Regions from separate parts of the Cricetulus griseus genome. Here region 2 is linked to region 1. Evidence: chromatin contacts called from public Hi-C data. All regions are on one chromosome and are shown on one strand. The core of a region is the stretch at or near the end of the contact, and the rest is flanking DNA. Distances in the headings are between cores, read along the strand shown. Region 1 holds the start of Nr3c1 (glucocorticoid receptor). Region 2 overlaps Arhgap26 (rho GTPase-activating protein 26).

Region 1 (6,757 bases), core at 2,409-4,908:
ATTAAATGAACCCTTTAGGTAACTCCTAAATCAAAGTCTCCATTATCAGAAGAATAGTTTCCATATTCTAAAATAAAGCTTATATCCCCTGCTCCCATACAGAGTTCTACATTTAAAAAGCACAAGGCAGATCATTTGCAAGGACAAAGTTATACTGAATTGATTGGAATTTGACTGTTTATCCTGCTCACTAAATGTGTAGCTTTGGCAACCACAGGAATTGTAATTTATTATACATGATTATTCTAAAGGTTCAAGTTGATATCAAAGTATTTAACTTTTTTTAAAAAGCATGATCTTCAAAATTGCAACCCTTTGTCAATCAAGAGTTATTGCCTTTCTGGAAATCAATACATAAAACATTTAATAAATGCTACGGTATAATTGTTTGCACCTCATAATTCACAATTTCACCTTGTGCCAATCCTCCCACACCTAACCCTTTCAAGGCACAACCTCCTGGAGAATTATGCACATTTTATTTGAAAAAAATAAGCAGTGCTGTTCTGCTTATTTTGTGATAGGCTAGGGAAATGCTCTTATTTTTAAAGTCCATTTCCAACCAGATGTGCCTGCTCAGTAGCATCTACCTTCAGACGTTAGATATAAGAAATGACATATACTGTATATAGCCTAAAATGTATATTTTAAAAAGCAGAGTAGAATTTGTACTGGCTTCTTCACTACAGTTTTAACTTATTTAAATAGTTAAACAGAGCAGAACTTATCAAAACTCCTAACACCAAAATTAACCGAGTTATGTTTCTTTCTAATGTTGCTTAATGTACTCAACGCAAAATATTTTACCTCACCATTTAAGATTTCTTTCTTTCCAAATATGGAAATACTTGGGAAAACAGAAAAACTGGACTGTGAGATTACATATAAATTCAAATAAAACCCATCCAAGAGAACGCTCAGAATAATTTTCTCTGCAGTTTTCAACCTTCCCTTATTTAAATTGAATTTCTCCAGATCGCTAGTATATTATTAATAAACATAATGTTTTAAGAGGTTGACAAGACTACAACTAAGTATATTTGGGATTCCCTCCCATAAAACGGCAAACTTTTCCTGTACCAAGACACTAAGAAGTATGACCATCTTCACTGAAAGGGGAATGCGAGGAAGGTGGAGAGGGTGGGACCTGCCCTAGAAATCTTCCTGTACTTGGCTTCTCTATCAGACCCCCAGACGCCATAATCTGATAAGGATCTCTAAACATGAGATACCAAACGGTCCCTAATCAATTTTCACACCTGCTCTTTTGACAGCCACCTTTCAAGCCCAAAACCATAACGACACTTCATAAAATGAGATGCTCCCTTATGTGTCATTTATCCCCCCACTTAAAACTGTAAATAACCCTGGGACATTAGTCAGGTCTTAAGTGGTAAGACCGGGCTGATGATCAAGCCTTCCACCTCAAAGTAGAACTTGTCAAAAATCGCTGCACAAAAACAAAACAAAAAAACAAAACAAAACCCACAAAAACACAAAACAACAACAACAAAAAAGCCCCAAACTGCGGCTAGGGAGGGTTCCTTTCTAAAAAGGGACCACTCAGAAAAGTCGGGCGCGAAATCGTGCCCCAAAGTCAGTGCACAAGCCGTCGGAGGGGTGGGGGTGGGGGGAGAAGGAGGGAGAAAGGTGCGAGGTGAAGGGAGAAATGTGTCCAGACCTGTTGAGTTCTCTGCGGCACGCCCACTTCTAGCAGATAAGGCCGGGCGGGCGAAGTCTGGGCTGCAGGCTGCGAGCCCCAATCCACCCCACCAGCCCGCAGCCCGCAGCCGGCAGCCGCTCGCCCTGAGCCCGCGGCTCGCACACCGGCGCCGCTCTGCCTTCCCCGGGGAAGAGCGGCTGTCCGGGCGGCCCCCCGAGGACAGCCAAGACCGGACGGCTTGCCGCAAAAGCAAAACCAAAAAGGACGCCAGATTCCCGCCGGGGCGCGCGAGGCTCCACCGCGGGGCAGCGCGCCGGGCCAGGGATGGCGGTGCGGGGAGAGGAAGCGCCGGCGCTGTCACCGCCGAGGCCCTTTCGTCACCGTCACCCTGCCCTCGCCAGCCTCCACCCCCAACCCCAGGGCTGACAAAAGTTTGCCAAGTCCCGCCGCCCCGGCTGCCGAGCCCCTCGGGGAGCGCGGCCAGCCCGGCTCACCTCAGCGCGGGCGCCCGCTGCCCAGCCCCCGCTCACCTCGGCACCCGTGCGCTCGCCCGCCCGCCCGCCGCGGCTCCCACCGCAGCCAGATAAACAAGTCGGCGTGCGGACGCGGGAGGCGCGCGTGTCACGGAGAAGGAAGTCAACAGTCGCCCCCTCTTTTCCATGGGGGAGGGGAGAGCCCCCTAGCGCGGAAAGTCGCCCGTTCCTGGCTGACAAGCCGTGCCCCGCGCCGTTCCCGTCTCCCGCGCGCGTCCCCCGTCCCGGCGCCGCGCCGCCGGGCTGCGGCGTCTCGTTCCACCCACTTAGAATCCGTCCCCGACGGGCGGGCGGCGACTCGGGCTCCAGGCACTGACTCGAGCTCGCAAAATGGAGGAGGCGGAGGTGGAGGGGGGTGGGGGGGGAGCGCGGACACGCGAAAGGGCCGCCCGGCCGCGGCAGGCGAGCGGGACCGAGCGAGGGGCGGGCGGAGGCGGCGCCACGGCGCGCACACACTCGCACACACGCGCTCCCACTCCACCCCTGGCCGCTCCCCGCCCGAGGGGCCGCGCGGCGGCCGCGGGGAACGGTGCAACCTGTTGGTGACTGGCGGCAACTGCAAGGGCGCCCGCGGCCCTCGCCCCCTGGCCCGGCGTGCGGGCCCCGCCGGCCCGGCCCCGACGGCGCCTGCAAGCCCGCGGCTCCCCGGCATAGCCTTTCCCCACCCGAGCAAACAGAAAAAGTGCGGCAGCGGCGGGTGCCGACCTGGCCAGGGAGGGAAAGCGAGTTTCTTTAGTTTCTCTTCTCCCTGGCTCCTTCCCGCCCCCGCCCAGCTGCGCGGCTTGGAACCGCTCGGGAACCCGCCCCGTGGGTCCGCCGCCAGAGCCCCCGAGGGTGACAGGCAGCGGGCCGAGCCGCAGGGGTGGTCCGTGCCCGCCAGCCGCCGAGTTGCGCGAAGTGTGTCACACTAGCAGAGGGGCTACGGGATGGCACGGAAACGGTGCAGCAGCGCCTCGGCCCCCTGTCGGGGCCGGACAGCAGACACGCCCTCTGGGGAGACTTGGGGAGGGAAGGGCAGAGGAGAGGGTCAACGCATACGTACTGTGAGCCCGGGGGGGACTCGCGTGCAGGCAGGTCCCCCACCCCCGCATCGTCTGGGCGGCCCCGTCTGCAGCCGCCGTGCGCGCGCTCGCACGCTCGCTCGCTCGCTCGCACCACCGGGAGAAGTTGCAAAGCAGAACCCACCCTCCCCCGCGCCCCGACCGTCCCCCACCCTCTTCCCCGAGTCTGAGAAGAGGAGGCGGCGGCGGCGGCGGCAGCAGCAGGAGGCGCCGCCTGCCAAGTTCAACCCCCACCACTCCCTCCCCGGCTGCCAGCGCGCTCACACTCGGAGGAAGTTGCACGCCGAATGCAAAACCTCTAGCTAGCAGGATTTCTTTGCACTTTAAAAATTGTGATTAAGGAAGCATCAGGGGGCGGGGAGGGAGAGAGCAGGCCTAGAAGCAAGTTGCAGACGGAATAGTAAGTTGCTGAAGAAGTCCGCCCTCTTCTCGCCCCAAACTCCTGACCTCTCTCTCCACCCTCTCCGGGGCCGGCATCCAAGCTCCCCGCCGAGGCCCCTCCCCCGAATCTTGACATTTGCTGCCCCAGGCTCGGAGCGTCGTCGCCCAGCCTTCTGGGTTCCAGGGACCCCCTCTCTCTGCTCCTCCAAATCCAACAAAACACGCAGCTTTCAAGCTTTGAAACGTCAGCGTTTAGTTGCCTCCAGCTGTCCCCGGGACGCGCCTCCGGGTCTCCCAGAGAAACACGTGGCCCGAGGACAGCAGAGGGACGTGGTTGCGAGGGTGTCGGTGCCCGCCGCGGGGGACAGGCTGGCGCGACGCGGGGACCCTGCCTCCTACCTCGCGCCGCGCACGCTAGGGTCGGGGGGGGGGGGGAGTCGGGGAAAGGAGTTGCGGTGTCGCTTTAGGCTGTGGGGGAAGTAACTTTGATGCCCCCACGGGTGACAGCACTTGGCACTTATGACAGGAGCGGAGGCTGCCGCGACTCCAGCTCATCCCCCGCCCGGGCGCGCGGCTGCAGCCGCTCGCTGCTCGCGCCGCGCTCGGACTCCCAGGGCGGCCGCCTCTGCCTGACCTCCCTCCCGGAGAGCCCTGATTGGGGAAGCGCGTGCCGGAAGCCTCTCGCCGCCATCTTGGTAAAGAGCGGTGACGCCGCGCGGCCACCATCTTGGCAGAGGTGCTCCGTGGCGTCCAAGCCAGGCGCCCCTCCTTGGTTGGAAAGTGGAGGCGCTGTCCGGCGTGTCGTCCGCTGTGCAAGGGGAGAACGTAGCTGCAAGGTGGTGCCTTGTGCGGCGATGCTCCACAGTCGCTATCTCCGTGGGATTCGGGGGCCGCCATCTTGACAAAGGAACCGAAGCTTGGCACCCACTTCGTAAAGGAAAACCTTTGCCATCGCAGGGCCCAGAAGAGTGTGTATGAAGAGCCCTTGAGACACTTGGTGTTGACACCAAACTCAAACAAACAAACAAAACAGCTTTTTAAGTCGAGAAGAGGGATTCCTTCCTTCCCAAGGAGGATCAGCTCAACCAGGCTGATTGATAGTAGAGGCTGAGAATCTAAACCTATGACTCTACCTTCCTTTCTTGCCAGTTTTCCCACCTTCTGAGGCTCAAGTACTGGAATCAGATGTCTTGTGAATTTGGTCCCCTAACTATCAACAGATTCCTGGGAGACTGCTACTCAAGCCTACAATAACACTTAACGCTAATATAATTATCCTTGATGGTTGCCTTTAAAATAAAAAAGAACTAAGGATTGTGCATATATATTCTTGTGTATATCCTCAAACCATAAACCTAAATAGCTGAGTTACCCATCTAAAGAATCTATCTTGCATGTTTGAGTTGTAAATGGTAGGTGATCTTTTATTTTTGAATAGTTTATGATTTTACAAGAACGTCCACTTGATGCCTTCCCTTTCCTTTTTTATATGTCTAGCACTTAATGAAGAATATACACCATTTTAAATTTAAAATTGCCTTTGCAAATTTTTTCCAATTGAACAAAAATATGAACTTTTCCTGTTCTTAGTTTGTTACTACAGGAGAAAAACATCACAGGCTTTAATCTGCCATATTTATTTAAAAGTATACTTACACTATCAATAGTTAATCATTTACACAGTAATAAAAATACTTATGAGTTTTGCTTAACAGTCATTGACTCTTCGGCCCAGTTTGACTGGAAATGTTGAATGACATAGGTAATATTGTAATTTGCTTCTTGGGAAGTGCTAGGGCTCAAATCTGGGGCCTCCCACATACTAGGAAAATGTCCTGCCAATGTGCAGTGTCACTAGTTGTCTTAGGGTTTTTATTGCTATAATGAAACATGATGACCAAAAGCAATTTGAGGAGAAAAGGGTTTGAGTTTTACTCACAGATCCATATAACAGTTCATTATAAAAAGCAGTGAGGACAGGATCTCAAGCAGGTGAGGAACCTGAAGGCAGGAGCTAATGCAGAGGCCATGGAGGAGTGCTGCTTACTGGCTTGCTCCTCATGGCTTGTTCAGCCTACTTATCACCAGCCCAAGGATGGCACCACCCACAATGGGCTGGGCCCATTGTTTTTTCGTTTTATCCAACAAAGACCTTATCTACCTTTTTCATTATGGAACAGAGGCCTATATGTAACAGGCTTCAAGTAATATTTTACAGAGTTATAATAATAACACTGAGTCAGTTAGTCAACTGGGTATAATTTCACTTTTGGTTAAGTTGGCTAACTGACCTAATAAAAAGTTTATGAACATTACTCAAGATCTTCATGCTTATTTCTATGGATTTTAACTTCCAAGCACACTGTACCCATAAACAATTAGACCAATTATGTTCTTATAGTATCCTGCACAGTTTGATAACATGTTACAATAATAATTCATTTGCTGTGCATACATTTTGTTATATTCTTACTCCTGGCTGGAACAGAAGCCTAAAAGATAGAGACTGAGCCTTTCCAGTGTACAGTTGATGCTCAGTGGGTATTAGTTGAGTGAACTGATGAATATGTATTGAATATCATATTAATAAGCCCAAGCTGTAACAAAATCACCATTTACATTGCTATAGCATTTGGGCTGTAGAGATTGCTCAGAAAGTAAAAACCACTTTCTGCTCAAACAAGTCCTGAGAATCCATGTAAGAGGGCTGGCACCTGTAATACCACATGGGTATGGGGTGGAGTATAGGGTAATAGGGGGAGAAGAGACATGAAAACTGCTGGGGCTTACTGGTCTCTAGCTAAGCTCCAGATACAGTGAGGGACCCTGTCTTATGGGAATAAGATAGAGAGTGATAGAGCAGGACACCCAAAATCCTCCTCTGGCCTCCATGTGATCCCCACCCCCACCACAAACACACAGGGAGAGAAGGAGAGAGAGGGGGGGAGTTAGAGGAGGGAAGGCATTTATACAGTACTTGGTGTATTATTTAAGTGAGTTTTTCCTTTCTGGTTATCTGTTTTATTATCTCCATTCTCAATTGAATAACAATGGAATATTCTAAGCTTCAGGGCCAGATGATCCCCTCAAAATACATCAATAAAATCCTATGAAGCTCC
Region 2 (6,757 bases), core at 1,381-3,880, 360 kb before region 1:
CAACAGAAGGGCTGAAATGTTCCCAGAGTGCATTATGGGTAGATTAGATAAGCTACTACATCTGTTGTAGCTGTTAATGTGGTAATGTATCAAAATCCAAGTGTGACTTATATTGTTGAGACTATGAAAATTTGATGTGAGACATACCAGCTGTGTAATCTGAGGTTTGGGATCATTGTAGGGTTAGTGAAGTTAAAATGAGGTTGTTAGGGTAGGCATTGTGCTAATGGTTAAATTGTCATCTGGACACATTCTGGAACAACCTGGGAGAAAGCTTCAATGAGTGATAGTCTAGATTAGGTTGGCTTAGGAACATGTCTGTCAGGAACTGTCTTGATGGTGGTGTGCAACTTTAATTCCAGCACTTGGGAGGCAGAGGCAGATAGATCTCTGTGAGTTTGAGACCAGCCTGATCTGCAGAGCTAGTTCCAGGGCAGCCGTGGCTACACAGTTAAAAACAGCAACAACAACAACAACAACAAAAAACAAAATAAAACCCAAGCTACCTTTTTTTTTTGTATCACGCTACAGATCTAGCTTTTGAAAGTTTATATTTTATATTGGTTAATTGACTGGATTTAACATTTTTTTTCTTGCAGTGGGTCAACCCTTTTTTGTTAGAGTTCAGTGTAAACATCTTGGGTTAAAAATGGTCTTCATGGAAAAGGAGCCTTTTGTGGTAGTCATGTGTGGCTCATTAATACTAACCAGTGTCTTTGTTCAGTCACTTGAATAGCTAACTCCATTGTGCGCTATCTTATGGAGACTAGTGGGCAAATGTAGCAGAAATATTTGTTTAAGCTGGAGAACCATGGTTGTAGTCAATTACCAGCATCTCTGGATTGGTTTGTTTTAAAGAAATTTTTCACAGATGTAAGTGACACATAGATTATTTTCTCCCTAATGTTTTCCATGAGGGGCCACTAGACCATATGGAAAATAATAGAAATAGGAACTACGGCCTCTTCTGATTCACTGAACCAGCATAGTAGTGGGGAGTCAATGTTTATGCTCAGGGAAAGGAAACAATTAGATTTTTTTTCCCCCCTGAAGACTAGCTGACTCCAACAGAAACTCTGTCTGTTATATTTCCCTCCCTAGCACTGATAAATGCAGAAGTGTGGCCAGGACAGCTCACTAGACATGGTTGGGGGACTTGGGACCACAGGTGGAACAGAGACAGAGCCTTGAACTCACTGTCTCCTGTCTCGACCTCTCGAGAACATAAGATTACAGGCCTGTGCCACAGGCCCCCGCTTAGACTCTTCTGACAGACGTCACATGTAGGAAGCTTTAGGAATCTATTGGCTTTTCTTCCATAAAGGGATCTTCTGATCTTCTTAGTGCCGTTTTGAAGTTCCGTAAGTGCTGCACTAGCAGCAGTGAGTTGCCTTTCCTCTAGAACCTTTCTCAGCTCTCACACCCACTGGCAATGCTATCCTGTTTTAGCCTGGTAACACATTTTCTTTGGATTGGCTGGCTAGTTGTTCAGTTTGGAATGTTCTGGGTACTTTTGTTTAATTCTGTTTATCTCAGATGATTTGCTTTTAGAGGTAGAAAACCATATTTTTTTGTAGCCTTTAATATAGTACAATATGTATATGATTTCTCAATTTTGTTTTTATGATGAATACAGTTTTGAAATTATATACATACAAAATATATATATATATACATATATATATATATATATATATATATATATATAATATTACTTTGAGACCTTGGTGATAAGAATAGAGAACATTAACTAGGTGTAAATTAAATTAAAACTCCAGCAAGTACTCACGGATTTGCTATTGAGTAGCGATGTGGCATTGGAGTTGAAGCTAGAATAGTAGAGGCTAGACCTTTATGGAAGATCTGAAAAAAATTTGGTACCCTCCAATCAGTCAGCAACGATTTTTCCAAGTTGCGTTTTTCGCAGAAGGTTGCAAATTATAGGTTAAATAAAAGACAGAAGGAGCCCTGTTTGAATGTAGGCGCTGACCCTCACTTGCCATGTAACGGTAGTAGTGAGATAGAGATGACTGTGACTGCCAGGATGGTTTTGAAGATGGTATGTGTCACTATGCCTCTCCGATGTAGTCCTAGGTCTGAAACTCTTGTTCTTCTGTGCTCCAAACTCGGGGTCTTAATTTTTCCAGTGTTAACCTTACCTTTGGTAAAAGCTCCCCGTGCCTGCCTTGCTGTGAGCCTGCTTTGTTTCTCATTGCAATGCCGGTTCATCTGTAACGTGTGAGAGTGGATGCAGGCACAGCAAGGGCCCATGTGAAGAAGGCCCATCAGGGGGAGATTCTGTGCTGTGCTTCATAACTTGATTCCCACACAGGAGAACGTTTTATGTCCGCATTCAGTTTATGATCGACCCGGGAAACCATACTGGTTTTAAATGAAGACAGTCTATGGTCTAGCTTGGTATGAGTCTGTGAATGGGTTGTTTTATGTGTCTTTGTGAAATTGTGTGACTCCTGAGATGGTGTGTTTTCCAAAGAGGATCTTACATAACCGATGATTTGAACACTCGGCCTGTAGATGGCAGTTTTGTATACGAGTTGGCTGTTCTCAGGTCTGGTGGAACAGTGGTTGTCATTTATACACTGCTAACTCAAAGAGCTGGGTGTGTGGTTTCTGTAGAAGTTACCATTTGTGTGAGTATTACTACTCCAGGCAAAGAGTATTCTCAGTGACTCACTCTTCCTCTAGAAGTTCCTTCCTTTCATCCTGTCATGGATCGCTCATACCTACTTTATGGCTACAGTCAGGCCTCTTTAAACATTGGGGTTTAGCTGCTGAGCTGAAGTGCCAGGCTCTTTGCTTCGGGATGATGTCTGTGAGGGCAGCAGGCTTGTCCTTCTGTCCAGCCTGTGCTGAGAACCAGGCTTCTCCCCCCAGTTGCATTCTTTATCTCACACAGCAGATGAACTGTTTTTCCTGGTCTCAGGCTTCCCGCCCCTCCCCTCCTCCCTGCTTGTTTGAAACACTATTTGACTTTGCCTTCCTGCCCCTTGGGTTGGAGTGCTGGTCTCAATGCCATTGACCTTTCAGGCAGGAAATGGCTTTTCCTTCCTCAGAGGGTGTTATGCTGCTCTGACTTCATGGCTAGGGGTGGGGTAGGCGGTGGGGGATGGGCACCCTTCTTTCTGAATTGCTTCCTGGCTCTCATAGTAAGGTGCTGGAGAAGTGCTTAAACTCTTGAGTTCACAAATTTAGAATTTACTGAAGTTTTGGGGATGTTGTTTTGGCTTCTAATTAAATGATAATGTTGGCTATTTGAACCTGTTTTAAATAGGAACATCTTTGGTGGTTAGGGGAGTGGTTAGGAGGGTGACCTTATTTCTGTTCTCTAATCAGTGCAGTGAAATTTGTTGCTTTGTTGATGAGTGCAACCATTTATCTGCCAGTTTCTTAACATAGGATTTAAAACAATAACTCAACACCAAAATTTTGCTATTACATAAATCCCAAGAAAGAAACAATTGAACCAGTAAATTCAGAGTATAAATGGTATATGTGTGTGGGCAGCAGGCAGACAAACCTAAAGAGAGATTTTCTTAGTTTGGTGTCAGTAGCAGTAACAGGCATTTGAACTATCCTTTCCTATCACCCATCCCATCGATTAGTAATACTTTCTCCTGGTGCCTTGTGATAACTTGTGCCTGTCGCTGTAGCTGGCACATGGCACTCACTTAGAAGTCAGTATCAGTTACATCCATGGGATATAAAATTTAGTACGCTAGAAATTTGTCTTGTGTTATATGACTCTGTAATCTTTTAAAATAACTCTATATGAAATTATCTGATGGAATTAGCAGTATTTACTCTTTTGACTACTATTATTGCCAGGGTCCTACTTATTCTGAGACCTTTCCTCCCAAGAGGTCAGTGCTGTAGACTTTAGTTGATTATTATCCATTCATTCATTAGAATAAAATTCTTTCTGAATAATTGATGAGAAGCTGCTTAGGAAAACATCTTGGGTATGTGTGGAGGGAGGTGTACTCCCTCTCTCCAAGTTGATCGTCTTCTCTGATTCTAGGACACATACACTCTTTACAGATAAGATCACTGCAGCATTATGGTTTAAGTATAGGCCTTGCTTTAGTCTCTGGCCCACCTGGATACAATAGCAGATTTAGCCCTTAAGCAATGTGGCATTTTTCACATTTAGAAAGAGACCCAAAGGGCAGAATATGTAGCTCAGTGGTAAAATGCTCGCCTATCATGAATGAGGCCTCGAGTTTAATCCCCAGCAACACAAATAAGCAAATTAAAAAAAATAAGTAAATAAACAACTGAATAAATTAAAGGGGCCTATTAATAGCAGTCAATTCATGTTTATTGTGAGAAATAAATGATAATTGAAATAAAGTCCTTAGCACAGCATTTGGCATATAATAAACAATAAATCTGAGCTACACATATGGGAGTGACCAGTTTGTGACCTCTGGTTTCTCTCCCCTGTGCTTCACTCAGGTTACCATGATACCTGATGGGTGGCAGCTGCCTCTGTGACCTGTGTTGGCTCTGCTCTTTGTTTATTCCTATGTCTCTCTCCACAAGTAAAAATGCAGAAGCAATAAAAGGCTGCAGGCATTAGGGAAAGGAGCACAGGTATATATACCTTAGGGGCAATAAGTAGCTCCCCGCCTAGTTGCCATCACTTGTTTACTTACATGCTTTCTATAAGCAGACATGGGTCGAATGCTATTCTCTAAGGTCGTTCTGCATGGCTTTGGCCATATCTGTGCAAACTTTGAGCCCTTTTCATTGCATAGATAGTATCAAGAAGCAGTTTTCCCAGCAGTGTTTCCTCTTCCTGGCATCTGACAAACACTTTTACCCAAGAATAGAAAGCCCATTCCCCAAGCCTTCACTTTCCCATCTTCTAAGAGCATAGTGGGGCATATTTCACATACAGGCTATAGTAAATTTCTATGGGTATTGGAGTCTTTACTGTCAACCTAACCCTTAAATACACAGTGGTATGGATGGGAGTTAGGAGTGAGCTCTTGCCAGCTGGAGATTTAGTCTTATGAATGAATAAGGCCTAGTGCTTTGGAGGTTGATTTAGAAAGAAGAGTTCTGTGGGGTTCTGACTGTGTTTGTTTCAGTGGGGTGGAGTCAGTCCTAGCATTTCCTTGTCCAATAGGAAGTGGGTGAATTGCCAAACCACTGAGATCACTATTGTTGACTCTGATTCATGAATAAGATTAGAACTAGAAAGCTGTCGAGGAACCTCAGATTCAGCCCTGGCTATGCCTTTGATTGTTCTTGGCTGATGAAGGGGCTGTGACTGATATTGGTGGTCCTAGCATTCTGAATGTAATGCTCTTTTGGTTATGTGGTGTTTTTGTTGGTTTCTTTTCTTTATTTTTGAACTTTGTTATTTTGTTGTTTTGTTTTTATCAGCTTGACACTGGCTAGAGTTATGTGGGGAAAGGAACCTCAGTTGTGAAAATGTGTCCATCATATTGGCCTCTAGGCAAGTCTGTAGGGCCTTTTCCTGGTTAATGATTGATATGGGAAGGCCCAGATCACTGTGTATGGTGCCACCTCTGTTCCTGGATGGTGTACAAAAATAAGCTGAGCAAGTCAGTAGGAACAAGTCAATAAGCATCTTTCCTTCACAGTCTCTGTTTCAGTTCCTGTCACCAGGTTTCTGCCTTTAGTTCCTCCCTTGACTTCCCCTAGTGATGAAGTGTGACCTGTAAGCGAAATAAACCCTTTCTTCCCCAGGCTGCTTTTGGTCATGTTCTTCAGCTCATCAATAGAAACCTTATTAGAACAACTGCAAAAAGGTGTGTTGCTTTCTGCAGGCTTGTTTTGGAAGCCAGCATTGGAAGAGATACCGGGATTGGTAGCAGCTGCCTTGAGATAAATGAGGACTGTTTTCCTTTTATTATTATTATTATCATTATTATTATTATTATTACTATTATTGTAATTTTAGGGATTTCACACACACACATGCTATGCACACTGACTGCTCTCACCTCCCACCTCCCTACCACTCCTGTCCCCTCTTTTCTCTCCCCACAAATTTCTGTCTTGCTCTTCATTTCCATTCACATTGGAGAACTATTTTTTTGCATCATTCTTGTGGTGTGAGTGTTGGGAAAATTGTAGATCCTTGTTCCTTCTTCAAAGTTGCTTCTCATGCTGCTCTGGCTACAGCACTAACAATATATTTATAGTGAAGAAATGCTGGATTTTGAGGAGAATTTTAGGGCTGAGTTCTAGAAAAGATTTTTAAATTGTTTGCACCTTCTCTTATCTGGGGACTGGAGGGAACTTCTCTAAAGAGTTTCTAGTATTTTCTGGAGAATTCCTTTCTCTGTCCTTATCAGTTATCAGACATTAGTTTTTAAAAGGAGTAGCAGTCCACTTTGAAGCTTTTACTGGGGAGGAAAAAGGAAATAGCCATGATGTCAGAGCTTGTTTTTGCTTTTATTCTGGTGCTTGTGCATGATTTTTGGTATGAAGGTATTGGTGGATCGGTGGACCATAGCACCAATACATTGCTTCTCCCGCATTTTAAACTATTTTCCTGCCCTTCTCCAGGCATTGCTTTGATGCTACCCCATGCTAGCTATCTGCTCTCATTTGCCCTTGTGGTAATAACTAAGTTTTTGGAAATGTGTGATACACTTCTTGCTTCAAGTTTGTAACATGGCAAAAGGTGTAACTCTCATCAACCCCAAGAGAAAAGCAATTGAATTTCTCTGCTTTGCCTTCTTAAAAGTACAAGTCACAC

Evidence for each region. Hi-C and Micro-C count contacts between places; a contact is called where the count stands out from the background.
Region 2: a contact with region 1 is called in a Hi-C map of liver, with 2.7 times the contacts expected there. The contact joins the enhancer-like site here to the promoter of Nr3c1 in region 1. A contact is called at or near these places in 2 of 8 Hi-C or Micro-C datasets (the CHO-K1 cell line and liver).

Annotation. Positions count from the first base shown.
Region 1 is chr2:198,144,150-198,150,906 of CriGri-PICRH-1.0, reverse strand. Nr3c1 (glucocorticoid receptor) reads right to left here and starts at 3,658. Exons shown (of 9, transcript XM_027398010.2): 1 at 3,522-3,658.
Region 2 is chr2:198,503,829-198,510,585 of CriGri-PICRH-1.0, reverse strand. The region is part of intron 10 of Arhgap26 (rho GTPase-activating protein 26); the gene reads left to right. Among named protein-coding and RNA genes, the nearest start is that of Arhgap26, 35 kb to the left of the region's middle. Within about 2 kb of position 2,630, at least 3 of the 6 cell types and tissues checked have open chromatin away from gene starts, as enhancers often do. A contact at or near this core is called in the CHO-K1 cell line, where this site is marked.